Regions from separate parts of the Mus musculus genome. Here region 2 is linked to region 1. The links are chromatin contacts, called in public HiChIP or PLAC-seq maps. All regions are on one chromosome and are shown on one strand. The core of a region is the stretch at or near the end of the contact, and the rest is flanking DNA. Distances in the headings are between cores, read along the strand shown.

Region 1 (5,978 bases), core at 2,072-4,571:
GGCTTGCTATCCAGATGGATTCATTTGTCATGATGTGAGGCGGGATTTACAAATTTTCTTTATGACACAGCAAGCAGACCATACAGATTTGACAAGGATGGATTGTTTAGCACAGTAAGCTCAGTCATAAGAAGGCGATGTGCGTGGGAGCTTCCGCAGCACTCTGGTCTTAGGTACCCGAGACTACCCTCTGCTTTCAGGTGTGTGTGCCTGTTTGTTTTATAGAGATGGGGTCTGCTTAGGAAGCACAAGTGGGCCTCAAACTGTGAGTTACAAACAATCTATCACCATACTTAGCTCCTTTGAAGTACTATACTCAGTCTCTCTCTGTGCCCTACACCCCTGACCCACTCTCCTTTACACACACACACACACACAATCACTGATCACTTTTTAATCTCAGAATGATACTATAAATTTGGTGTCTGGAATGGTCTCTGGGTGAGGCCACAGAAATTCCCCTATACACCTTAAAACATCTTCTTTGACCATTGTTTCATTACCAGCTTCAAGAGCAGCTAAGAGGCCAGTGTGTACTCTCTGGGTAAAGAACTGATAAACACTGGGCTGGAGAGTGTCAGGAGCAGTCACACTAAATCATTTCCTTAGCCTTCTGCCCAAGAGGTGTGGAAATGAGCTAGGCAAATCTACTTTAGGACTCAGTATTTGAGTCAAAAAAGCACCCAGCACACAGGCCCTACCCACAGGAGACCCACTGTCCTTGAGACCATTAACCTCTTCATGGACACACAGCTCCCCAAAGTTCCCTCCTCTATTTAACTCTTTACCTAGATGTCCAGCTCTGAGAATCTGGGAACAGCCACAGGCCCTCACAACCTTTCCCCTTAACCACACATCAAAACACTAAAGCCACAAGTGCTTTGTGCCCAACCTTCTGTTCTGAATGAAAGAGACAGCCGCCACGTGAGCCCTTGTGGTTCATAGCCATTCTCCTAGGAGAGCAAGTCCCTGGTGCACTGCTGGCCATGCTATGCCAGTCGGAGTTAGCTCCTGAGCTGCTAGGCAAGAGTGGGGAAAGGGCATTTTAGAGATGAAAGGAGCGGATCCTCATGGCTATAATGAACTCCTTTGAAGAAACATAGTTTGCAATCATCTCAAACAGGTATGCCAGTCTCTCCATCTCTCTAGGCATTTGGTTTGGTACTTTTCTTCTTTCTTTGCCTGCCTTCCTCCAAGTGTAAAAAAGTATTTTGGCACTAGCCTATTCTCTGAAACATAAAAAAGCCAAATTCATGAAAACCCTGACTTGCAGGGAAGAACTGCTGATCCATCTCCAGAGGCCAGAGCAACTATCTACTAGGAAGAGCATCCTTCGCAAAAGCCAAGGCCCTAATCACTGCTGGGAGTTCTTACGTCTGTGAACCTGGCCTTCAAATTAGTAACAAAATGTCCTGATCCTTACTCAGTGGGCCAATGACCCAAATTTCCTTACATTATTTCAAGATGTGAGTTGGCAGTTCTGTACACGAATCAGTTTCAGATGACAAGAGAAAGAACAACAGGAGAGCACCACCCAGAGCAAAGCAAGGCCAGCAGAACTCAGGAGCTGGGCCAAGGCACATTAAGGGGGATGAACAGCTAGACAATCACAGCCAAGCAAAGGCTCAGGCCCCCTCACTCAGCTCCCCAACCCCCCGAGGGAGCAATGTGCTGACATGTAGGCCAGGGAGTAAGGGGACAACTAAGAATTCACATGTCTGATGTACATGGATGTGTGTATGCATGCCAAATGTATAGGTCCACATGTCATAAGTGCATGTATGCATGTGTAGGTGTATATGGGGCTATTGATAGAGTCACGGTTTCTTACTAAACTTTTGGCTTGCAAACTGTAGCTAGTCTCTCTAGCCAGTGTATCCCAGGCAGTTATCGTTCCTCTACCTCCCCATCCCATAAATGCACTTTCTAAACCCATGGAACACAGGGAACTAAAAGGAACTTGCAAGTAACCTCAAAGTTGGCGCTCCAAAGTCAATAACGTTAAGTTCCAGTCCACAAATTCCGTAGAGTATCTTTTCCATTAAAAACAGATTAACTAGGCATTATCAGACAAACTAAATACCATGAAAATGCATGCTTGTTCTGTAGTCTAAAGAAGAGATTGCTATGGGCTCACTAGAAAATTCACAGCTTGATTCAGACTTTGTGAAAGATTCCTTCTCTACTGAAAATACCAGTTGAAGCCAAGTGACATCATCGTACGTGCCTGCAATCCCAGCTGCTCAGGAGACCAAGGCAGGTGAACAGTCCACACAGGGGTTCAGCCTTTCAAAAACAAACAAGCAAAACAGTTTCTGATGGTGAGACTAGCACAGGGCAACTTTCTGAAAACTATGAATGTTAAGGTATACCAGAAAAATGTTGTAGCTACCTAACACTTAAGGCTTTTTCTAAGGATTCAGGGAACTGGAAGAAGTGTACATAGAGTCAAGTGACACTTGGAAACTGTGAAATCATCAGACGCTGGGGATAAGGGTTGTGCTGTTGGGGGTGGGGGTGTACTGATGGGGGAGAGCTGATGGAGTGGGGGAGGGCTGTGCTGCTGGGGTGGGGGAGGGCTGTGCTGTTGGAGTTGGGAGGGCTGTGCTGTTGGGGTGGGGGAGGGCTGTGCTGTTGAAGCTTGGAAGGATTGTGGTAGAGAAGTTAGGGAGGCTACTAAGAAATTACTAGGGGGTTAGAGAGGTGGCTCAGCGGTTAAGAGTACTGACTGCTCTTCCAAAGGTCCTGAGTTCAAATCCCGGCAGCCACATGGTGGCTCACAACCACCAGTAATGAGATCTGACACCCTCTTCTGGTGTGTCTGAAGACAACTACAGTGTACTGGCATATAATAATAAATAAATCTTTTAAAAAAAAAGAAATTGCTATACTGGGTATTTTCTTGAGATGACTGAGTTTTTACAAGGGATAGCAAGACTGGCTTCTAAATCACTTCTAAGAGAGAAACAAAACCTGATAAAGCTTAAGTTATGACAGGCGTTTGTGCAGCTGATTTGTGTGTTTACGTTGTATTTGTAGTAAAAATGAAAAAAGAAATCAAAATCTGACATAGAGTTATATGGCGGCGAGTAAAGAAAAGGATGCACACGAGAGCCTCCCGCTCGAGGTGATCACTACTTATACTGCTGTCAGTCACAAGGATTGACAGTTTCCTAAGAGCGCACTTCCTTCCTTCTCTTTATGAGCAAGCCTCAGAAAGAAGCGAGCCTGCAAACCAGCAAGACAGCGGCTGTAAGCAGTCCGCCATAGATGCTCTGTCAAACACCATCTGACACTCCATTTCCATCTTCCCTTTTCTACCTCATCCTGGTTTTCTGTTTGTTTCGTTTCTGGTTTTTGGTTTTTTGAGACAGGGTTTCTCTGTGTAGCTCTAGCTGTCCTGGAACGCACTCTGTAGACCAAGCTGGCTTCAAAGTCACAGAGATGTGCCTGCTTCTGCCTCCTGGGTGCTGAGGTTAAAGGCATGAGCCACCACCAGGCTCAAATACTGGTTTTGAAAAATAATTTCCTGTGACTCCCGATTCGGAACCTAGAAACTCAGAAGCTGCCAACATTGCTATCCGGCCTTTGCAGCAAAGCTAACCTGGGTTTGTTTGTTTGTTTGTTTGTTTATTGGATTTAGTTTTATATATGAGTGTTTTGCTTGAATGTACAACTGTGTACCACATGTATGCTTAGTGCTCGAGGAGGTCAGAAGACGACATCAGGTCCCCTGCAACTGGGTTTTGGATGGTTATGAGCCAACATGTGGTTGCTAGGAATCAAAATGGGATCTTCTGCAAGCACAGGTACTCTTAATCTCTGAGCCATCTCTCCAGTCCCCTAACCAGGGCTTTTAATAAAACAACTATGGAAATAACAACAGAATTCATAGAGGGAAGGTACTAAAACAACACGGAAACACATCAAAGTCTCCATTTAAAATCCTAAGATCTGCTCATGTGCACTCGCGCACACGCACACATGCACACACACACACACACACACACACACACACACTGTTGTCTTGCCCACTTCCTGCATCCTTTCCCAGGAGCACTGCACTGTATCATCACAGTGGCCACCGTGAGCCTGATGCAGGGTCACAGACATTAGACACAAAAGCCCAGGGGTGGTTAGGCGGATTTCCTTACACTAAATCGTTCCTGCACACTTTCTATGGACACGAGGAAGGGTACCTGGCACAGGTAAATCCTCCCCTTGGCTGTTTTAGAAACCAAATTAAATAGTTAGAGGGAAAGGATGTGAAGGAACAGAGGAGGAAGAGTAATGGTTAACTGAGTTTTTGCCGCGCTCCACTGTGAAAACAGCTCAAAAGGGCCAGCTTGGGGGGGGGGGGGGGAGGGTAGAAAGGAGGAGGGAGAATGGAGGGGGAAGGGACCAGATGGGGAGGCTGTCACAACACTCACTACTAGAAAATGAAAGTTTTAATCTGGAGTTTATCAGGAATTGACTCTAAAGTTGAACAATTAATTCTGTGTTTTATAAAGTAGCAGAATTAGAGAAGAGCCCTCACACTCCTTTCTGCTCTTAAGAGATTATGTTTTTAGCACCAATTCCCTGCCCTGCTTACTCACTACAGATTAAACTAAAGCTAGAATCAAACGGGAGCCTGTGACGCCTGAACTGTCTTACTGGTTCGGGAGTGGCTTCGGCCTCCTTATTAAAGGGAGGAAGAACTTCAGTCGAAGGATGAGAACCAAAACACACGGTTGTGCTGGCGGCTGCTGTGTTTTTATGCCAATGAAATCTAATTTTACAGCTGAGTTCTACCCTGTGCAGGAAAGACACTTGCCATGGCTTGCCACCTGAATGAAGGAAAGGGAGGTGATAATTGCTCATGCAGAAAACCCTCTTGAGACATGAGCAGTACCGAGAGGTATGTGCCCAGCTGGTTGGTTGAGGCACGAATAGTCTGGAATTTGCCTTCTTGTCTGATATGTATTCATTAGTGAAGTCAAATCACAGCCGTCTGGAAAAAAAAATCTTAAGCTTAAAAATATTCTGGCTTTTTGCATCCAATTAGAAGCATGGAAGCTCTGACAGAAATCCTGTGAAATAGAGTTCTTTCCATTAAAAATAAAACTATAGCAGAACAAAATGAATGGCAAGCCCCCCGAGAACTCCCATCCTGCTCTCGAGAGAAAGGGAAGGAAACTAACTCATTGGCTGTGCAGGCCTGTCATCGACACTCCACAGATCCATAGGTGTGGGCTGGGGACAGAACCTCGAGTGCTCATGGCCTAGCTCCACACCTGGACACCTGACAGGCCAGGACAGTGGTCACAGACACTTTTCTCCTTGTAACTTGGCTTTGAATATACTTTTAAGTGGCTTTCGTGAAGTCATTCACAGTACAGTCATGGCAGAACACCCAGAGTTACTTAGGGAAAGTACTATTTTCAGGAGAGGAAAAAAGTCCAAATATAAGTTCTCTATGAATATACAGAGGTTTCTTTCATAGCACGCCCCACAGACCAAACTTTTAGAGGAAAAAAAAAAAAAAAAGGAAAAAAGTTACATCACCGTATATACACAATCTCTAGACCCCAAATCCATATCTCAGCTCTGCAAATATTAACCGAGAGAGGAAAGGGGCTTATCTACGGAAAACGTTTACCAAGGGTTGGTTTGTTTAGTTCATTGTTTTTGAATGGTATTTAAGTAAGGCTGCTGACAGAACCAGACACTTTTACTGGAACACTTAGATTCCAGGGCCCTTCATACCACAGTACCTCTGACACCCCGCCTGGACATCCCAAGGATGGCAGCCTAGCATCACAAGAAAACATTCCAGAACGATGAGCCCTGCTCACTTGCAGCCGAGTCAGCTTAGCAGCATATTTTTGCTAAGGATGACTGTAACTGCAAACATGTATTTTCTATAAGTGAGATGTGGAATTTCGTGTATATTTCCTTCTACTCTTTCTCAAGGGACAATATAAGGAAAGTCAGAA
Region 2 (5,978 bases), core at 1,210-3,709, 430 kb after region 1:
ACTTGGTTTACGTGACAAGTCCCAGGAAAGCCAGGTAGAAAGAGAGAGAGGGAGAGGGAGAGGGAGAGGGAGAGGGAGAGGGAGAGGGAGAGGGAGAGGGAGAGGGAGAGGGAGAGGGAGAGAGAGACTGTCTCATAAAACAAACAATGAAAACAAAAAGAAGCAAACAAAAGAATTTGGCCTGCTGAAGAAGGAGCCCCACCAGGGCTCATGTGGCTGAAGAACTCACCACCACCCTGTGGCTTCCCTGAGATTCTATGGAGAATCTGTTCTGGGGTCCCTACCATTTGTAAACTACCACTTAGCTCTAAATAAGTGAAAGCCTGTTGTAGTATACTTTATGCATGGTCTTTTTTTTTTTTTAATAACTTTCTCAGGCAGCATCAGTAGAGTCTATGGAATCCTTAAGCCTCAAGGATAAACATGAATTTCATAAAAAGGAGCCCATCTCAAAGATTGTTGATGAGACTGACATGAAGCTGAAAGGGATAGGAAAGTCCAGGAAATTCTCCAAATTTAGTCTCTATCGCCAGCTGCACCGTCACCACCTGCACAACGCGGACAGCATCAGCAGCATCGACAGCACCTCCAGTGAGTCCTGCCTTTGCTAGAACTTTCCTTGGCTGCACTGTGGGCCTTGTAGCCCTTGCCTATTTGCTTTACAAAGATCAGTGGTGGCATTCAGTGGACAATGTGCAATGACTGCCATGCATCCTGTGTGACATCATGGCACTGGGACACTGTGTTTTGAGACAGGGTCTCATGTAGCCCAGGCTGGTCTCAAACTCACTGTGTGATAGAGACTGATCTTGGGCTCTTGTTTCTCCCATGTTGGGATCACAGGCGTGCACCACCATGCCTGTTTTATAAGGTTCTGGGACTTAAACAGGTTCTGTGCATATAAGCAAGCACTCTACCTATTGGGCTCCATGCCCCCCTGTCTCCTTTGTCTCATTTTAAAAACATATTTATTATTAATACAATGTAATCATAGCCACTGTTGATACTTTTGATGGCTATAAAATGACTAGAGCTTTCTAAAATATGACAAGTTATAAAGAGAAAAGGAGCATTAGGTGTCCTTTATAAACCTTCATAGAATACATTTATTTATTTTTTCATCCAGAAATATATCAAGCTTGTATCAGCAGACATTAGATATTCTATATTGTATGAGTTTACATACCTTTACTTAAAGTGCTGTGGTTTTTCTATCACACTAGAACTTATGACTGAGTTTATAGACCTGCTTATTCTAAAAATGATTAAGTGTGCTTTCAAGTTTATAAAATTTGTTACATAGACATAGATATGTAAATATGTTTCTTTGTAAAACAAAAAAGAACTCTCAACTTTCTCCAGGTTATTTTAGCCACTGTAGAAGTCATCAGAATTTAATCCATGGGTTAAAGCCCCACTTGAAACTCTTTCACCCTTCCAGTGAGTCTGAGCAGGGGCTCACTAGGCACAGCACTGGTAAGTGACTGGCTAGTGTCAGAACCCCATGGGCTTCAGCTTTTGTTGCTTCCTTTGCTGCCCGACCACAGTGAGTGTGTGTTCGTGTTGTCTCTCTGGTCAGTCTTCTTGTCCCATATGTTAGGTTAGACCTGTTCCATGCAAGGGCACAGGTGCAAGCTCTGTACACCTGAGGATCTATTCCCCAGCAGTGAAGAGAGAGACAGCGACACACAGAACAGTCCCCTAGCACAAGGTCTATAATAGTCTCATAGCATGGACACTCACACACACATACACACACACACACACACACACACACACACACACACACCTCTGTTTGAGGCAGAAGGACTTCCTCTTGCTGACCTAGGGAAATGTTTTGAGGAGGGAGCCTGTCCTTGGATCTGATAGTACCTGGAGAGCTTAGGTGAGGACAGAAAGGTGTTACAGGTGAAGGAAATGAACCTCTCAAAGGCACGTGGGTGGAAAAGACCAACTTCTTACCTGTTACTAGGAAATGACCCTTGCAGCTAAGGCATGTGACTGGTGTTAAAAGGGTGCACTGAGGCAGAGTCCCAGACAAAGCAAGGAAAACGCAACTTCATTTGTTGGAAAAATGTTGATGGTTTTTGATTAGAACTAGAATGTTTTACATGGGGATGGTTAAAAAATGTTATATGATACCTTTTATGGGAAGAATCAGATTCCTAAAGAGTGAATTAATCAGGGCCTAAACTACGGAGGAGAGAATGAGGAAGGTTTTGGCAATCTCTTCCCCACCTCAGGATGGGGAATCACTACAGTAAGGCACCAGCAAGTGTGCAGATGGCCCAGCACTGCCTTGAACACCTGGGATACTTGACAGAGATAGCAGGGATAGCATCTCCTTTTCACAGAGCCCTTGACTGGGATGGCAAGGGATTTGCCCAGTGTGGTCCAGTTTCTCAGCATCCGCATGCTTAGCATCCACATGTCTAACTAGGCAGAAATGGAAACACCAACAACATCTTGTCCTTTGGCTCCACTCCAAGGCTACAATTCTGTTCTGCTAGATTAGGAAGTTGGAGCCCAGCTGAGAGGCCTGGATGAATTTCAGGCACCTGACCAATGAGGCTAGAACTTGAAGAGTAGTCCAAATGTTCTTCAGGAACCCAGTTATTGGCTTATTTTTAATTATATGTGTTTATTTTCCTGTGCTTATGTGTATATGTATAGACCATGGTGTCTGTGTGGAGGTCAGAGAACATCTTGCAGGAGCTGTTTTCTCTTTCTTCTATGAAAGGCCAAGAGATTGAACTTAGGTCTCTAGGCTTGGTGGCAAGCACATTTATCTACTGAGCTGTCACATGGACCCAGACCTAGCAATATTTAAAGGGCATAAGCTATATGTAATAAACTGAAGCTCAGAATAACTGGTAGTTTTATAAATCTAACAATATTGATACACAATTTAAAGTGGAAAATATTATATGGGAATATATTATATGTCTTAACAATTTAACATAAGGCTAATTCTTGATTGACTTATGAGTTTAGGAACAACTTGCACTATGTCTGTCTGTACCTGTGTGAGCCTCAAGGTTCTGAGGGCTGGAAGCTTCTGGGAAACTGAGGGGACCAAGGCAGGATATCTGTAGCTGTAAAGAAAAATTAAGAGCAGAACTGGAAAGTGTCTCTTCTGGTGTGTGTGGTTGATGATTTACAATTGAGGTTCAAAATGAGATAGAAGAATAAGGTTGCAGAAGTGTGAAAGAGGGGGTCTTTACTTTGACAATTGGTGGTGTGCACAAGGAGCAAGCGGGAAGGAGGCAGAAAGGTATCTGGCACATTAGGCCAAGCCCTGGTTGAGGGCGTGAGACCCACGTGATGATCTGAGGACACAGTGCTGATGGAAAGAGTCCTTGGCAGGCATTCACTGTCTCCTCCATTCATCGACTGGAGACAAGTTTAAAAGAAAAGGAGGAAGTAAACAGCAAAGATTCCAGACTCTGAGGATGATAAGGAAGTAGGGGGGTGGGGGTGGGGGAGAGACCCAAACGTGGGTCCCCTGAAATAACGGTATGTACTGCTAACCTCTGAGCCATCTCTCCAGCTTCCTTATGTACTTCATTGAATAAATACATGCTGAGCTCCTATGACATGCCAACCACTGCCCTAAGTACTGTGGATGAAATGAATGTAATAGATGAAATGCACTTAGCAAGCTGAGCAATAAGGCTACTTACACAGATAGATTGTTGCACATAAGTCAGCAGATAGTGATAAACTGTGTACACATTGAAGCCACATAGCAAACTTTCACAGAATGTCTTGCCATACAAAGGCCAATATGCAGAATACAGGTAAGACGACTGCAGAGTTTAATCAGAGAGACTACACTACATTTAATTCCTCTTTATGAGGTCAGTGACTATTGTAGGTTTTGTAACATGTCTTTTAATTCAGCAATCACTCAGCTATTCTCAAGGAATTTTTTCTTCTTTTCCAAATTATGTTGTAAGAAGGAGAACTCCAGGTTGACATTGCTTTGCTTGACAAAATGTTAAATACAAAATTTGATTCCTTTTCCATTTGGGAAGTCATCCACTGCTCTTTCCTTTGTATCAGATTTTGCATTGATCAGGGGGATAGACTGTAAGCTAAGACTTCTCAAGATTCTTGTCTGGGCTGCAGTGAGCAGGATGTGTAAGACTCTTCAAGGTCCATGGCAGATATCATGGCATGTATCTGCAATCTTAGCATTTGGTAGGCAGAGACAGAGGACTGTAACAAATTCAAGGTCAGTCTTTCTTACATAGTGAGTTTAAAGCCTGCTAGGGCAAATGACCCTTGTGTAAAAACAAAACAAGATAACAACAATGACCCTAAAGAACAAAAAATGTGTATTGTCTGCTAGGTGATAGTGAAAACAGTTTAAAATACTTACCACTTAGGACACTGGTAACACCATTGCTCAGCACTCTTGCTACAAGTGAAACCATCTTACCAGATCCCCAATAAGGCCTCAAACCCTCATCATACACCATTGCAAATCTACAAAGTTTGAAGACTGAATAGTTTCTAAAACACAACTCATTCAGGATGTGGGTTGGAACCACCCTTAAATATGAATATAGATCGAAAAGTAAGGTGTTGGGGATGTCGCTCAGAGAAATGCTTACCTCACATGCATGAGGCCCTGGGTTCAAGCCCTAACACTACACAATACTTGGAAGGTAGAGACTAAGAAAAGAGAGAGAAGTGGTTTCAGGATACTGTTTTATCATAGGGCACAGATTTGGCAAATACCAAAAGCATTTATTTTCACTTCTCAGCCCTTAGCATTCAGTGGGACAAACCCACGGAGGTCTACGAGAAGCCCTGGTCTCAGATGTGCTTCAGAAACTGGAATGTGCGAGGGTTTAGTGGGTAAAATACTGTCTATACCCCGTGTCTAGACCCTGTGTCATGTAGCATTTCCATCAGGCCTCTGCAACACAGGGAATGTCAGTGAGCTCTTTGTGTAGGTGTCGCATGAGTGGACCAGTGGAGCCAGGAATGTCAGAACAGCTCAGTTTCTGGTGACACATGCTCTATGAAGACCCCATTGAGTTTATAGAGTTGTGGAACTTAGGGGTTATGGTTAAGGGTTAATTTATGTGAACTGGGCTGGAAGACTCTATCTAGCCTTAGGGACAGGCTAAAATAGGCTAATCCCCAAAATGCTGGAGAACACCGTGGTGGGGACTGGTTAAAGGTAAAGATGCGTGAAGAATATACTCAAATGTAAAGGGATCCAATAGGTTGTGCCAAAGTATTCAAGACTGAAGTAGATGGAAATTTCCAGAAAGATTATTAGAATGTCATTATGGTTTGGGAAGTGGTGGTGGGAAGATCGTGAGGCAGAGAAGAGGAGAGAAAAACAGGTACTTTGGAGGCTAGAACTGAGTCACCCTAGGAGGGACCATTAATGCTAGAGGATGCTGGTAATTATACTCTTAGGTGTGACAGCAAGGTCAGGTGAGTTCTGGAAAGAATGGGAAGATACCCCTGCTGCAAACATTAGCTGCTGACAGACAGGGGTGCAGAAAACTGGCACGAGATATCCAGGCAGGAGAGATGCAATTGTGATGATGTCATTTGGGAGCCAGATATGGTGCTGCAGGGCCAGTTGATAGAGGTCCGTGTATGCCTGGCTGTCTCCGTGTGCTGTTCAGAGGTCTGCTTGGAATGACTGAGCCCTGCCTAGTAACAAAAGCATATCTGAATTGTGGGCATCTGAATTCAGTTACTACCAGGGCTGTTTTCTCAGACTAGAAATTTACTCTCATTTTGTTTTCCAAGTGATAGCTGGCCGTCATGATATTTCAATGCATGTATATGTTAAAACCTTGGCTTCATTTCTCAAATTGATGAAAATAAATTATATATATGTACATATTTGTAATCACCACACACAACTAATATTATATCTCAAACTTAATAATTATGTGTTTATGTTTCTTATTTTTTTATTAAGTATGTGGGGGTGTTGGGAGGGG

The links. HiChIP or PLAC-seq counts read pairs in DNA pulled down with a chosen protein or histone mark.
Region 2: an H3K27ac HiChIP or PLAC-seq map of microglia shows a contact between it and region 1, with 4 times the contacts expected there. The contact joins two enhancer-like sites. A contact is called at or near these places in 2 of 115 datasets of contacts at active chromatin or transcription factors (a beta-TC-6 cell line and microglia).

What each region holds. Positions count from the first base shown.
Region 1 is chr3:27,647,055-27,653,032 of GRCm38.p6, forward strand. The region is part of intron 1 of Fndc3b (fibronectin type III domain containing 3B); the gene reads right to left. Among named protein-coding and RNA genes, the nearest start is that of Fndc3b, 60 kb to the right of the region's middle. Within about 2 kb of position 3,322, at least 38 of the 459 cell types and tissues checked have an H3K27ac peak or open chromatin away from gene starts, as enhancers often do. A contact at or near this core is called in microglia, where this site is marked.
Region 2 is chr3:28,077,827-28,083,804 of GRCm38.p6, forward strand. Pld1 (phospholipase D1) reads left to right here. Exons shown (of 27, transcript NM_001164056.1): 16 at 378-591. Among named protein-coding and RNA genes, the nearest start is that of Gm42196, 96 kb to the right of the region's middle. Within about 2 kb of position 2,460, at least 3 of the 459 cell types and tissues checked have an H3K27ac peak or open chromatin away from gene starts, as enhancers often do. A contact at or near this core is called in microglia, where this site is marked.